Linked DNA regions of Zea mays: region 2 is linked to region 1. The links are chromatin contacts, called in public Hi-C maps. All regions are on one chromosome and are shown on one strand. The core of a region is the stretch at or near the end of the contact, and the rest is flanking DNA. Distances in the headings are between cores, read along the strand shown. Region 1 has its middle 27 kb from the start of LOC109941425. Region 2 holds the start of LOC100281307.

Region 1 (6,983 bases), core at 2,960-5,459:
CTGCTAGTCGTAGCAATACAGACAAACATTGTATAGGCAAAATTAACATTACACCAAGCATGTAAATAAAATACACAGTAATAATCTAGACATTAAAATAAGATCACAGGAACTGGAATCATTAAATTTGGAGTTATAGATTTTAAGTTATGGATTTCTGGAGGTTTTATGCATTTAATATAGGCTTAAGTAATAAATAAATTTTAATGTGCACTTCATGTAAAAACAGTGGTACTATTTGATAGATAATAATATTACAAAATTATAGGAACTGAAATGGTCTAATTTGGAGTTCATATGCATTTACTATGAATTAAACAAGTTTTAATATTTATTTATGCACTAAAAATTGATTTCTGATATTAATTTCTGATTTTCAAAGTTCTCTGGATTGGGCCTCAATTACAGGAAAGTCCAGGGACTAAAATAAAAAGATCCCCGAGACTCAGAGGGCTGTAGCATGGGACGGCGGGTTGATACTTAAGTCTTCTAGGGTCTCTTCTGAAAAATCTCCACAGCGAAAGGGTATCCATGAATTCTGGCCGTTGGATCCAACTCTAAGGGCCACGATTAGATCCACATAAGTCCGAACCGGTACGCGTTAACAGCCGCAAGATCGGAGATCGACGGCTACAAATTAATGGAACACGATCTGTTTGGATCCGCAGGATACCGATCCGACGGCACAGATCCAATCGCCTAAAGCGGTACGCTTAGCTAATCTGGGCCGTCCAATTGCGGAATCAACGCTCCGAGGTGCTTCTTCCCCACCCGATGAGGCCACAGTGGAGGGAAGCCCTGCGGCGGCGCGGTCCCGAGGCCCAGACCTCGCCGGAGCGGCCAAACCCCGTTCTAGCGCCCCGTTACTCGAGCGATTAGGTGCTACGCGAAGCCAAAGGAAGGGTGAACTTGATTGTGGTTTCGGTACCTTGAATTGAGATGGCAATGTCCCCTAATCACGCACCGCAGCGGCACCACGGCGTTACATGACGACCGACGAGCAATCAAGCGTGATTCCGCCACCATCGCGCGCGCAAACCCCCAGGGGAGGCCCGACGAGCATCCCATGTCCTGTGGTACGCCCCACGGTGCCGCCATAGCTGCAGGGGCCCTCCTCTCCATCTCGCGACAAGGGCCATCGGTGGTGGGCATGGACAGCAGCGGCCGCGGGTCTGGGTTTCGGCAGCCGATAAGGGAAGGGCGCAGGGGAAACACGACGCGTGATTTGTATAGCACGGGGGAAAGGAGTCCGCGCGCGAGTAGGCCGAGGTTTCCGGCGAGATTGGTGCGCTCCAATTCGATCGGTCGTGGTGAAGAACCCTGGATTTCCGGTGAGTTCTGTTAAATCGGCGCCAGGAAATTCGCCATCTGTTAGCGCTAGAAACGAAGGAGAGATAGGGCGAGAGAATCGCGAGGTTTCGGTAATCTCGGACATGGAATCCGCAGCGTTTGCTGCATCGGTTGTGGGAGAAGATGAAGCTGCTCGCGTAGGGGTGTAGCTGCCATGCGGGTCCCACCTGGAAGTGCCCCAACAGGAAAAGAAAAGGAAGAGGAGCAGAGTGGGCTGGCGCGGTGGAAACGTAGTATTGGGCCAAGGCGCGCAAGAATTCGGCCCAAGGTGAGTATTTCTTTTTTTTTTCTTTATTGTCTCTATTTTCCTTTCTTATTTCAATTTCACATCAAACCAAGTTTTAAATTCTAAATTTCAAATTTATGCACAAGAAAAACTTCACATGATGCACAATTTCTACATAGTATTTCTTCATTTATTTTATTATTATATTAATTAGGTAGTGTTTTCAACATGAAGTACACACACCACATTATAGCAATATATTATTATTTGAGTGTGTAGTCGAATTAAAGGTATATTCAAAAATTCTCCCTTTGTTTTGATAGGAACATTTTTCCAATGTCTAATCTTTATTATGATTTATTTTAACCATCGTTATTTTATTATGATCATTTACCTTTAAAAAGGGTGAATTATAAAGTTAAATTATTTATCAAGGGTACTTTGCTCAGATTTCTTCTACCAATCCCAAATTTAGAATTTGGGTGTTACACACGTCCACTCTTGTTCCTCATCGTCACTCTTAGGAAGCAGTGTAAGTAAATTTGCATTTTCTATAACGGTCTTATGGATAGATTTGTTGTTTGTTTACCTTTTGTACGTTAATCTTTATGAGCCGTTCTATATTTGTTTTGTTCTAGTGTCATTGATATTATCTGCTAGTAGATCTGGTTTACATTTTGTGTTGGATGGTCAAATTAATCCTAGACCATCGTTTACACTGCGGACTGTCCGAAGGAGAAGCGAGCACCATCCGGGACCAAGCGCGGACCGTCCGGCCTCAGGCGTGGACCGTCCGGTCGTTGAAAAACCAGAAAAACCCGAAGGTGATGGGTTCGGTAAAATGCACTTTTAGTGTTCTCACGGACCGTTCGGGGTGCACGGCCGGATCGTCCGTGACTGCTTTATCTGACATCTGATGACACATTAAATGCACTATAGCCGTTGATATAGCCGTTACCGCTGACCGTTGCGCTTTCATCCGTTGATGTGCAGGGGCGGACCGCCTGGACCAGGGGCGCGGACCGTCTGCGGTCGACAGAAAAGAAGCAACGGCTAGGTAGTGGTTGGAGGCTATAAATACAACTCCAACCACCTCCACTCACTTCATCCAAGCCTCTCATTCACTCTCATTAAATACAAGAGCATTCACTTCAACCAAAGAAAAATTCAAGCTTCCAAATCTCTCCAAGTTCCATATGTGACTAGTGATCATTAGTGATTAGTGACTTGAGAGAGTGTGATTTTTGTGTCTTTTCTTATTGCTCTTGTTACTTGCCTTTTAATCGTGCCTTCTCTATCTCTCTCTACACTTTCTAGGTGATTTGTAAAGCAAGCAAGAGACACCTAATTGTGTGGTGATCCTTGCGGGGTCTTAGTGACTCGTAAGATTGAGAAGAAGCACTCGATCGGTCTAAGTGAACGGTTGAGAGAGGGAAAGGGTTGAAATAGATCTGCCCTTTGTGCCCTCCTCAATGGGGAGTAGGTTCTTTAGAACCAAACCTCGGGAAACAAATCATCGTGTCCACTTGTGTTAATCTTCACTATTTGATTTGTTTCTTCCCTCTCTAAAGTTCTCTTGCTCACATCGTTTTGAGTTTGCTCCCAAAGTTATCCACATTGATTGAGCAACTCATAGCAAGAAGAACTATCTTCCGCACTCCGAATTCAATACTATGTAGCAGATCTAGGGAGAGAGGTGTCTCTAAACCTATTCCAGTGATCTAAAGACTTGCACGGATGCCAAGGAATCAAGTTTCTAGACAGTGCTTCGCGCACGTCCACTCTTGTTCCTCATCGTCACTCTTAGGAAGCAGTGTAAGTAAATTTGCATTTTCTATAACGGTCTTATGGATAGATTTGTTGTTTGTTTACCTTTTGTACGTTAATCTTTATGAGCCGTTCTATATCTGTTTTGTTCTAGTGTCATTGATATTATCTGCTAGTAGATCTGGTTTACATTTTGTGTTGGATGGTCAAATTAATCCTAGACCATGTGAATCTTGTAACACCGTTAGATGGACAATGGAGGTAGCTCGCCCCATATGCCTACAAGCCTGCTTACGGAAGCGGACCGCCACGACGTCCGACTGTACACCAATCATATTTCTCATATTTGATGGTATAGTGCAACAGTTATACGGTACTCGAGGGATGAGTGGTAAGATAGTGTGATGGATCATCATAAAAAATTAATGTAGACCATCCCAAAAAAATAATTTTAAAATTAAAATGGACATATGACGTTACATATTAGATATCACACTATAGATATTGTACTTTATTTTAGCCAAAATGCCAAGAAAGATATGAGTTAGAAAGGGGATATGTCTTTTTTATAGCTCGTTCGTCCTCCTTTAATTAGCGAGATGATACTATTCGAGAGCACTGTGGGTTTAAATGTTTTCTTAGGGTACATGTAGAAGATAACGTCCTGGTTATTAGACAAGACGTAGGAGAAAAAAATAGATCTATCCTAGGCGCTTCGCACCCCGCGTAACGCATGAAGCTCATACTTTAAAAGGTAGAAGATATAGAGAAGACACGGAGATATCGATGCTTCTAGGCTGGGGTTCGTGGGCGTCTGGCCAGCTGTTGCACGGAGTCGGGCCTCGATGGGCCCAAGGTAACAATACTGGCGAGTGGGCAGCCGTGTTAACCAACACATGCTAACTTCAGCGTGGGCCTGGTGGAGGTGTGGATTGGTGCAACACCAAAGCCCAAGAGCGAGGAATCAGCAGCAACGACCGATATTGACACCAATGAAGCAATGAGGCAATCACCAAACAACAAACAGAGAGTGTTTTGGTCTGGGAGAAAATGTACCTTTTCAAAAAGTTTTGCGATCTATAGACGCTGACCACCACACCACACCACACGCACGGTCGCATTCGCCATTTTCAAACTAGCGGAAAGTATAAGCTGGTTTAGGAGTCCACGCCCACGCCGTGCCTGCTGGTGAGAAAGTCAACCCCTCAAGTCAACTGACGCAGGTCAACCAACAGGAGGCACGCACGCTAGAGCGTACTGCTACTCTGCTTTGACAAAATTTCCACAAGCTGGCGGTACTATATGTTACTGCTCTTTGCTTTTATTCTTGCATTGTGCACTTGCTTCGAGCTGTACGACTTTGTATCCGATGCCATGCCAAGTGTACCGCCAGACATATCTAGTGCACACTAAAAATCCGCATCACCAGCATTTTCTATTCTCTTCTAAAATGCGATATCTCTCAAATGGTTTACCAAACATAACAGAGCATAGTTAGCATTTTAAAACTGTTTTCATTAAACATTTTCGCTTGCTCTCATATATATCATTTATGCCTATATGTAATGTGTATGATTCCAATGCCTAGTGGCACTACAAAACTGAGTTATCTAATTCGACTCCCCTCTTAGGCTATATTCAACAGATCTCCTAGTCAATCCTCTATCTCATCCCGTATTTTAAATTACTCTCTACAACATTTGTCATCTACAGTTCCACACCCCTCATTTTACACACTTAAGGCCTTGTTCGGTTATTCCTATTATACATGGATTGAATGAGATTGGAAAAAAATTAGAACAACTTTGACTTACTTGGGATTTAAACCCACCCAATCCCACTCAATCCATATGGATTGAGAGCTAACCGAACAAGCCATAACTGGAGACAGTCTTGCTATGATTAGCTTCTATCTCCTGATCCTTTGTACTTAGGTACTCCCTCCGTTGTAGAATACAAGGCATATCACCTTTTATTTTAGTCCGATAATATAAGGTGTACTCTCTATATATATGTAGTGGTACTAGTGTTGATAGAGATAATTACACTTTTTGGTATTTAAACTATAGATGATTATGTCTTATAGACTAGGTTGGAGGGAGTAATATACTAGCTCAGATATGTTTGGCTGCACTTCTTTTTGGTTGGGCTGCTACTGCAGCTAGGCAGAGGCTGCAGCACATCAGTCAGGGAGCTGCAGCAGTCGGGCAGCCAAGCCAAACCAAGCCACTAATTAATTGAGTAGAGTGAGATACCAAACTACGAGCTTGTGGTGCATGGGTGATGGGTCGTATGGTATGCCCAGCGTTAGCCGTTAGGATGGAGAAAAAACAATGTAATTCCCCTTGTCTTAGGCGGGAGCGGGATCCAACGCACCCAGTTCATACTTCATACCGTCAGCTACATCCACTACCGACCACACTACCAATTAAATTATTGACCGTTCTCAATTCTTATCTACCGTAGCGCGTTCCAGCTCATAGTTTTATCGCCAACCTACATCCACCTCGGAGCTTTTCTTTTACGGACTCTTATTTGAAATGAAACGTAGTGTTTTGTTTGGAAAAAGGTCATCTGACCATGTAATCGAGGAAAAGTTAAAATTCTAACAAAATAAATAAAAATATAAAAATTATATAGTCCATATTGTCATTCTCCCCCACCTCTTTCGTATTTTTTCTCATCTAGTTTTAATTGCTTGGTTATTTTTTACGACGAATTTGTGAACCCTTTTCATGTCATTACTCATATCAGTGGTGGACTGATCCAGTTACTTGGTGAAGTTCTCAAACAATTTTGATTGAGTTATCCTTTGGCAGGTCTTGTACAACTTGTTCACCATGCTCTTTTCCATGACAGAGGACTTGCTGCTACTTGTTGCTGGCCCTGGCCTTTTGTGTTGCGCTCTTGCCCTATGCTGGTGACCAATAGGGTATGTTGGTGCGACAATGTCCGATGATGTGAAGCTATATTTGTTGTCCATGTTGAGACGAAATCGTTTGTTCGCATCGTTGGAGTCGTCATCACCGTGTTGGCATACACTTGAGATGATAGCAAAGAGTATGACACATGTGCTCTAGCTTGAAGTACGTTTCAGTGGGCCTGTTACAGAAGCCCCCCCCCTTTACCGCTTTGAAGGAGCATAGCATCATCTGGCCCGCTCGACAGGCTACTGACAATTAGTTGTAGATGTCGTTGAAGAGGGTGACTGCTTGTGGACCACTAATTCCTTAGCTGCTTGGGGCACAGTGGCATGTATGTCCCATTAAGTTGTATGTAGTCGCCATTTCACCTAAAAGGTTGATACCTTTTTGTCATTGCCTAAAGGGATCAACAGAGTGCAAACCACATGTGGATCTATAAATTTATAAACACAAAAATGTTGTCCACCAAAAAGTGTGGTATATGTGGTGTCACGCCGAACACGTCTAGTATGCTACAGAGTTAAATGTGCATTTGACGGTGCCTTATCTAGTGGGCTATTTGGTACTTCATTGTCCAGTGCACCATGTCTGATGACTGGTTTAAAAAATATGCACTATGGTCAAGCCGACTTCGTATTCGATGCCATGCCAAGTGTACCGCCAGACATATCTAGTGCACACTAAAAATCCGCACCACGAGCATTTTCTATTCTCTT
Region 2 (6,983 bases), core at 2,506-5,005, 71 kb before region 1:
AGAATGAAATAGGAGCCAGTGAAGGCTGAAAACTGGCTTCACTAGCTCTGGCTCCTCCAGAGGAGGTAGAGCCGAAAGAAGACCTGCCAAACAGGCGTAAAATCAGGCCTACATTTTCTTATGTGCACCCTGGTTGGAGCTCACTACTATCTCTCAGCTCATTGTCGTGCGTCTCTGCCTAGTCCTTCCCGCGACCATTCCACTGATTTCACCTCGTTACATGGCTTCAGATCTGACTATGCATCTTCCTAATTCGCCAAGCTGTTTCTTTCTCACTGCAAGAGGCAATGGATGAGTTCTCCTGGCCGCCACCCATAGTCCCATACCATCATCCTCCGCCATATGCTAGCTAGTCTGTCTCCGGAAGGCCTTTTCCCCAAATGTACCGAAGCGAAGCCATGAGCATGTGTGAAATTTAACCGCAAATTCCTAAGCCTTCTCATGGTGCACACGTCAGTTTTTGGAGCTGCCGAAGTGCTAACAATGATATTCATTGCAGTATCACAGCCTATGTTAAGCATTGTCCTAAACATGTTAGTTTACGACTCAAAAAAATATGCTGGCAAATAATACTGAATTGCCAATTGATTTGAATCCTAATCTGTGTTGCCAATTCTTTTGTAATCCAAACAGTACAAATGGATCTGAAAGCCACATTCAAATCAACTCTGATGTTTGATTATGCACAAGCAAACACTAAATACAATAATCCAACTGATCCTTGACAAAGGAGAAATCACAATGTTTTTTCAATCAGGTGGAAATCACAAGTAGTGATGATGAATTCCTTTTTGCAAGTCTTCCATATATGTTGGTCAATACTAACTTGTAGAGGAATTTGTGAAAATGTAGGCTTGAAGCAAATAAAGGACATAAAACCATAGATATATGAATTTCTTTTTCAAAGAAACTGAAAAGATTAGGTGCCTGGAACCGTTACCTGGCCTCTTTGTCAAACCCAAACCGGGCTGCAAAGTAGAATGCAACTGCTAGTAACCAGGAATCGCTGTGGACAGCAACTAGCGCTAACCAATCCTTCTCATTCATGCCATCCCTAGCAAAGTTTATACCCAAAGCTGGTTCAGGGATCTCTGGAGGAACTTCCTCTGCTGGCAAAGTTACTTCCCATGTTTCGTTGGGGTAGCCATAAAGGCACAAGTTTTCCTTTTCTGTAAAAAAACGAATTAGTAGATACAAAGGACCGATGTTTTGTATTACTTGTAATTTACTCAGTGCAAGTGCTAGGCTTAAAAAGAAAAGGCTAGATGGATGCGCTAAAATACAAGATAGATGAAGCAATCAGACTCCTAAACTAATTCTATGGCACAATTGGCACAAAAAATTGGTTCACTGGCTTCACTAAAACAAAGAAGTAACTAACTCTAAGATATGTCATGAGTCATAACTCATGATCCTATGTTGCATTGCATTTATGGAATATGGTAGAAACAAAAAAAATCAACAAAGATACAACAACCTTGGCTACTTTTGAGTATAGAATCCCAGCACCCAAACCTGGAACTTCCCATAAATTCCTACATTTTCCAGTGCAGTATCAACGGCAAACATGAGTCAAAAGTCAAGCTAAACAATGCATGAACAATAAAATCCTCACGAATTCGAGGATTCCATCCAACCTTTTGCACAACCTACAATTGCAATCGCTCACCCGTCACCACACTCCAAACCATTAACATCGTCAACTGAAACCACAGGAGACCAGTACTAGGTTCCCATTTCCAGTACAGATAGTGTAAAATTTAGCTTCGGGACACCAAGCAGGGCGACCGAACGCCCTAACCCTAGCAACCAAACCAAGTCACTGACAGCGGCCCACAACCCTACGACAGATGATCGAGCGGACTCACCGGGGTCACACAGCTGGTAGAACTTCTCCACATCTGCGCAAACCATCAAACCAAGCAACACGTTAGAACCGGCGAAGCCGCCAGATAGGCAGGCGAAATCCGGAACAAAGGAGCGAGCGACGGTAGCATACCGTTGGTGAGGGCCTTGATCATGCCCGCGCGGCGGCCGCGGAAGTCGCGGAAAACCTCCTCCGCGGTACGGACGGAGTAGTGTGCGCCGGCGCCGGGGTCCATTTAGGGTTCCGGCAAGGAGGCAGCGACGGCGGAGACCAAGGGAGGAGGTGACTCGGAGGCAAGGGTGGGAGGAGACAGGACAAAGGGCCGCAGACCAAGGAGGGGTGAGGTTTTATTTTGAGAGAAAGTTGTGGTCATTTCCGGGGAGATTTTGTATTTTACTTCTATTTCACGGAATGAAGTGGGCGTTTCATAAAAGAACAGGATAAAGTAGAAAATAACAACAACAGAACACAAAACGTTTGCAAACAATTACTACTTTTTTATTTTCATTAAAAACTACTTTCTGAATCTTAAATAAGTACATATTTTATCCTATGAGGAATCAATTTTTTATTAATTTCGATCAAATATATTAAGAACATTAATATTTATAATAAATTAGTATTATTAAATTAAAATTAAAATATATTTTTATTATGAAATTATTTGGATACATTTTTATAGTAAAACTTAAAAATATTCAATTAATTAAAACTCGATATATGTATTTATTTTCGAAGAGACAATATATGTGCAAAGGATATTATTAGGGGGAAAGTCATAGCCAAAACGCATTAAGGATTCCAATGAGAAAAGTAAAATAGTGATCACCACTTCCAAGACACCATGTTATGGGAACCTCTCTTAGCATCAACCAAGGTAAAGGTTTGTACAGAAAGTCTTCAGATGAGTTACTAATAGACATAGGGCCCATAACCATAATACCCTATTCTAGAGGTGATATTGAGAATGTTAGGCTACTTCTAACTTACACAAATATCATCCTAAATATATTTTTTCTTAATAGAGCTGTGAAGGTAAATATTTTTTCTTCATTATTTTGATGAAATAAGGATTATTCGTCATGTTATTTTTTCCTCATCTTATTTCTGCTCTATTGTCTCAACACGCTTTTGCTTTTTTGTTCTTTCTTCTGTTAAAATTATAACTGTTGTGCAAACATTGATTAGATTTTACTGTGAAGTGCTGCACATATAAGTGTGGTAAGCTCTTTTCTGTATGGCATTACTTGGATATTTGTTTGGGATTATAATATGTTCAGATTATATATCCAATAAATTTTGAAATAAATGTTAGTTTAAAATTTGTTGTATTATATAATTTGGACATATTACAACCAAACAAACACCCCATTAGTGTACAAATGAAAATAAAATCCAAAACGATTATAGAATTTTCAATTTTCACACTAAGCAAGTTATTGTCTTTACTATATCAGCACGAGATATTAAACTACATAATCATTATGTACTAACATTTAATCGAATAATTTGGATGGACTAATATTGTACTAGTATAAAATAAATTTGAGATCAACATAACCATAAAATCGATGTATCAAACGTCGTTTGTAGCTAATTATTTAACTAACCTCACGAGCCATGTGACAAATAGTGATCACGAAGTACTTCCTCCGTTTTTTTATTTCTCGCGGTTCGGTTCGAAAATAAACTAGCGGACAATAAATATTCATTATTTCTCTTTCTTAGGGTTTAGTTCGAAAATAAATTAAATATTTAAATAACAAGGTTGAGGGCATTTTTTTTGTTTGTACGGCCGTACCCTCGTAACACAGAAACTGAAGAGGAAAAAAATCTAAACCGTAGAAAAACTGTAAGCTCACAGTCGCCTCCGGACAGCAACCGACGCGGAAAAATGCCAAGAGAGCGCAAACGTAACAGAACACCCGCGACAACCACTGAGCCGAGCGGGGGTGGATATGGCAGCGGTCGCCGCCCACCACCACCTCCACCCCTCCTCCGTCGCTGCCCGAACTCCAACACTTGGCCGACGCCACCGTTTCTCGTCGCTTCCTCTCGCCGCGCGGCCGTCCTCCCAAGGCCGTTTCAGCTTCCGAGCCGCGACCCGCGTCCTCACGCGCGCCGGAAGCACTGGCGCCAGCAGCGCCGCCTCGCCCGCCGCGACGACGGCGTCGTCGTTGTCGCTGGAGGAGCTGCGCGGGGGCTGCACCACCTGGACGTGGCGAGGGATGCGCGTGAACTACCTCGCCAGAGGACAGGGGCCGCCCGTACTGCTCGTCCACGGCTTCGGCGCCTCCGTCGCGCACTGGCGCAGGTGAGCCGGCCTTGTCCGTCCGCCCCCTTGATCGATCATAATCTTCTGATGAAACCTTACCTGGGCTCAACGCGCGACCGTTGGTGCACGCACGCCATGTGCTCGAGCTTGTGCCTCTGCATGCGCCAACCATTGCTGGGAACATTGATCAACTCGCTTGGTAGGAACATTGGGGTGTTGTCTGAATCCTATACCGTCTACGCGATCGATTTGCTGGGGTTTGGCGCGTCGGACAAGCCTCCTGGGTTTTCTTACACGATGGAGACATGGGCCGAGGCAAGTGTTGTGCTCTCAGTCTGATATAATATCTGATCTGACATTTGAACTGAATTGCTCTCATAAATTTAGTTTAGAAATATAGATTGATGATTTTTGAAAAGAATAAAAAAACAATGGTGTATGCGTTGTCTCAAGCAGCTGATACTGGATTTCTTGGAGGAGGTGGTCAGGAGGCCCACGGTGCTTGTCGGGAACTCGGTTGGAAGCCTCGCGTGCGTCATTGCTGCATCAGGTTCCAATCTGTCTGTAAATTCTCTTTCTGCAAACTAGCTCGGTACCCACGTTGAAATTCAGTTTGCTCCTGCTAATGACGGGCAGAGTCCAGCAGAGAAGCCGTCCGGGGGCTTGTCCTGCTGAACTGCGCCGGTGGCATGAACAACAAGGCGATCGTCGATGACTGGCGGATCAAGCTGCTCCTGCCACTGCTCTGGCTGATCGACTTCCTGCTGAAACAGCGGCCGATAGCATCAGCGCTCTTTAACCGCGTGAAAAACAGGCATGCCGATCTGAACACTCCTCCTCTGACCTGGCCTCGCTGACGCTGTTCTGTGACGGTTTGGATGCAACAGGGACAATCTGAAGGACATCTTGCTCTCTGTTTATGGGAACAAAGATGCTGTGGACGATGAATTGGTTGAGGCAAGACACCTATCTCCAATTAGTTGAAACTCCATTTATCCTTTACTGACATCGGGTATTGTCCCAAGGCTCACATGTCTTTGTGAATTCAGAGGACAATACCGGAGCTCAAAATGAACATAGTGGCGCGTTTATATATGGCCGAATCTGCTTTTTTCTTTTCTGAAAGTATGTGCATGCACTGCACACGCAGATCATACGCGGACCGGCTGACACGGAGGGCGCCCTGGACGCGTTCGTGTCGACGGTGACCGGCCCGCCGGGGCCAAGCCCGATAGCCCTGATGCCGCGGCTGGCCGACCTGCCCGTGCTGGTGCTGTGGGGTGACCGGGACCCCTTCACCCCGATCGACGGGCCCGTGGGGAAGTTCTTCTCGAAGCTGCCGTCGGAGCTCCCGAACGTGACGCTCTACATGCTGGAGGGCGTGGGGCACTGCCCGCACGACGACCGGCCGGACCTCGTCCACGACAGGCTGCTGCCGTGGCTTGAAGCGCTCCTGCCGCCCGCCGCCGGCGCGGTGACTACGACGACGACGACGGTTGTCTAAGGCTAATAATAATACGCCTTATTGCTGACTGGATCTTTGAAGTCTAGTTGGACTCTTCATTTTTAACTCTCTAGTTATCTCTTTATAAAAAATAAATTCTATAAATCTTATAGATTTTGTTTAGAACCAACTCAGTTTTTAAAAAATTGGCTTTTATTTTTTAGCTAGCAGTGGCCAACTTCTTAGTTTCTAAGAGCATCTCTAATCTAACATAGTTCCTATTTCACAAAAATTCATTAAACAATTGGACCTGGTGTATCAGGTCCTAAATATAGGACTCCATATGCTCGAGTCATATCCTCATTTAGTACACAAATCTAATCTTTTATTTTCTAAATAACATGGTATAAGAATCAATCGTTGGAGCTGTAAATGTTTTTATGGTCCTAACATTTTAAATCAGGTACTATTTTAATTTTTAGGACTCAAATATATGATTTCTTGTTGGAAATGCTCTAGGAAACTGGGAATCCAATTTCTATAAACTGAGTCATTAACCGATATGTTTGAAACCACTCCAATTTCTATAAACCAGTTTTTTTAAAAAAGGTGCTTTCAAACATGCCCTTAGTTTGGCTAGTCGGAGTGGCTAGCCAAATTTAGCTAGAGAGGGGACTAATTTGGGGGAAATTTGCTATTTTGTCACTCTCAGTTGTGGACTTCTCTATTTTACCACCAGACCCACAAATCATAGACACAAATGATCCCATAAGTCATAGACAGAGGGTCACATAATAGCATAGAGCCCACGTTAGAAGGGCTAAAATAGCAATTTTTTCCTAATTTGGAGAGTCAGATGACTTGACAAGTTAGAACATCTCCAAGAGACTAGCCAAATGGCTCGCCAAACCAAAATTTGGCTACTCAACAACAAAGTAGCTCTACAACAGACTAGCTATCTGACTCGAAGTTATCCGACTCTCTAAATTAGCTCTCTCACTAGTTAAATTTAGTTAGCCACCTGACTAGCCAAACTAGATAGATAGTCTATTGTATTGAGATGCTACATACAGAGTGTAATCTTTACGAAAAGGTAAATAGAGAGTCCAATAAAGAGTAAAAAAATGATGAGTCCCTTAGAGATGCTCTTAGAGCATCTTCAAGAGACTAACTAAATAACTTGTCAAGCAAAATTTTAGCTACTTAATAGCATAATAGCTCTCCAGCAGACTAGTCTAAATTAACTCCCTCACTAGCTAAATTTGGCTAGCGACTCTCGCTATCCAAGTTAACTTGCATGTTGGAGAGTCTGTTGGAATGAGATGTTATATATATAGTTTAATATTTATGGAGAGACAAATAAAGAGTCAAATAGAGAGTCAAAAATAAAGAGTCTC

What was found. Hi-C and Micro-C count contacts between places; a contact is called where the count stands out from the background.
Region 2: a contact with region 1 is called in a Hi-C map of leaf, with 8 times the contacts expected there. The contact joins the promoter of LOC100281307 here to the enhancer-like site in region 1. A contact is called at or near these places in 4 of 25 Hi-C or Micro-C datasets (ear, endosperm, leaf and 1 more).

What each region holds. Positions count from the first base shown.
Region 1 is chr8:105,500,292-105,507,274 of Zm-B73-REFERENCE-NAM-5.0, reverse strand. No RefSeq gene overlaps it. Among protein-coding and RNA genes, the nearest start is that of LOC109941425, 27 kb to the right of the region's middle. Within about 2 kb of position 4,209, at least 17 of the 20 cell types and tissues checked have an H3K27ac peak or open chromatin away from gene starts, as enhancers often do. A contact at or near this core is called in ear, endosperm, leaf and 1 more, where this site is marked.
Region 2 is chr8:105,571,196-105,578,178 of Zm-B73-REFERENCE-NAM-5.0, reverse strand. It overlaps LOC100281307, which reads left to right and starts at 3,755. Exons shown (of 6, transcript NM_001372496.1): 1 at 3,755-4,181; 2 at 4,346-4,457; 3 at 4,599-4,692; 4 at 4,779-4,956; 5 at 5,030-5,099; 6 at 5,293-5,751. The coding sequence starts at 3,826. The coding sequence ends at 5,646. LOC103635648 (PHD finger protein ALFIN-LIKE 5) reads right to left here and starts at 2,289. Exons shown (of 5, transcript XM_008658054.3): 1 at 2,000-2,289; 2 at 1,869-1,901; 3 at 941-1,169. The coding sequence starts at 2,102.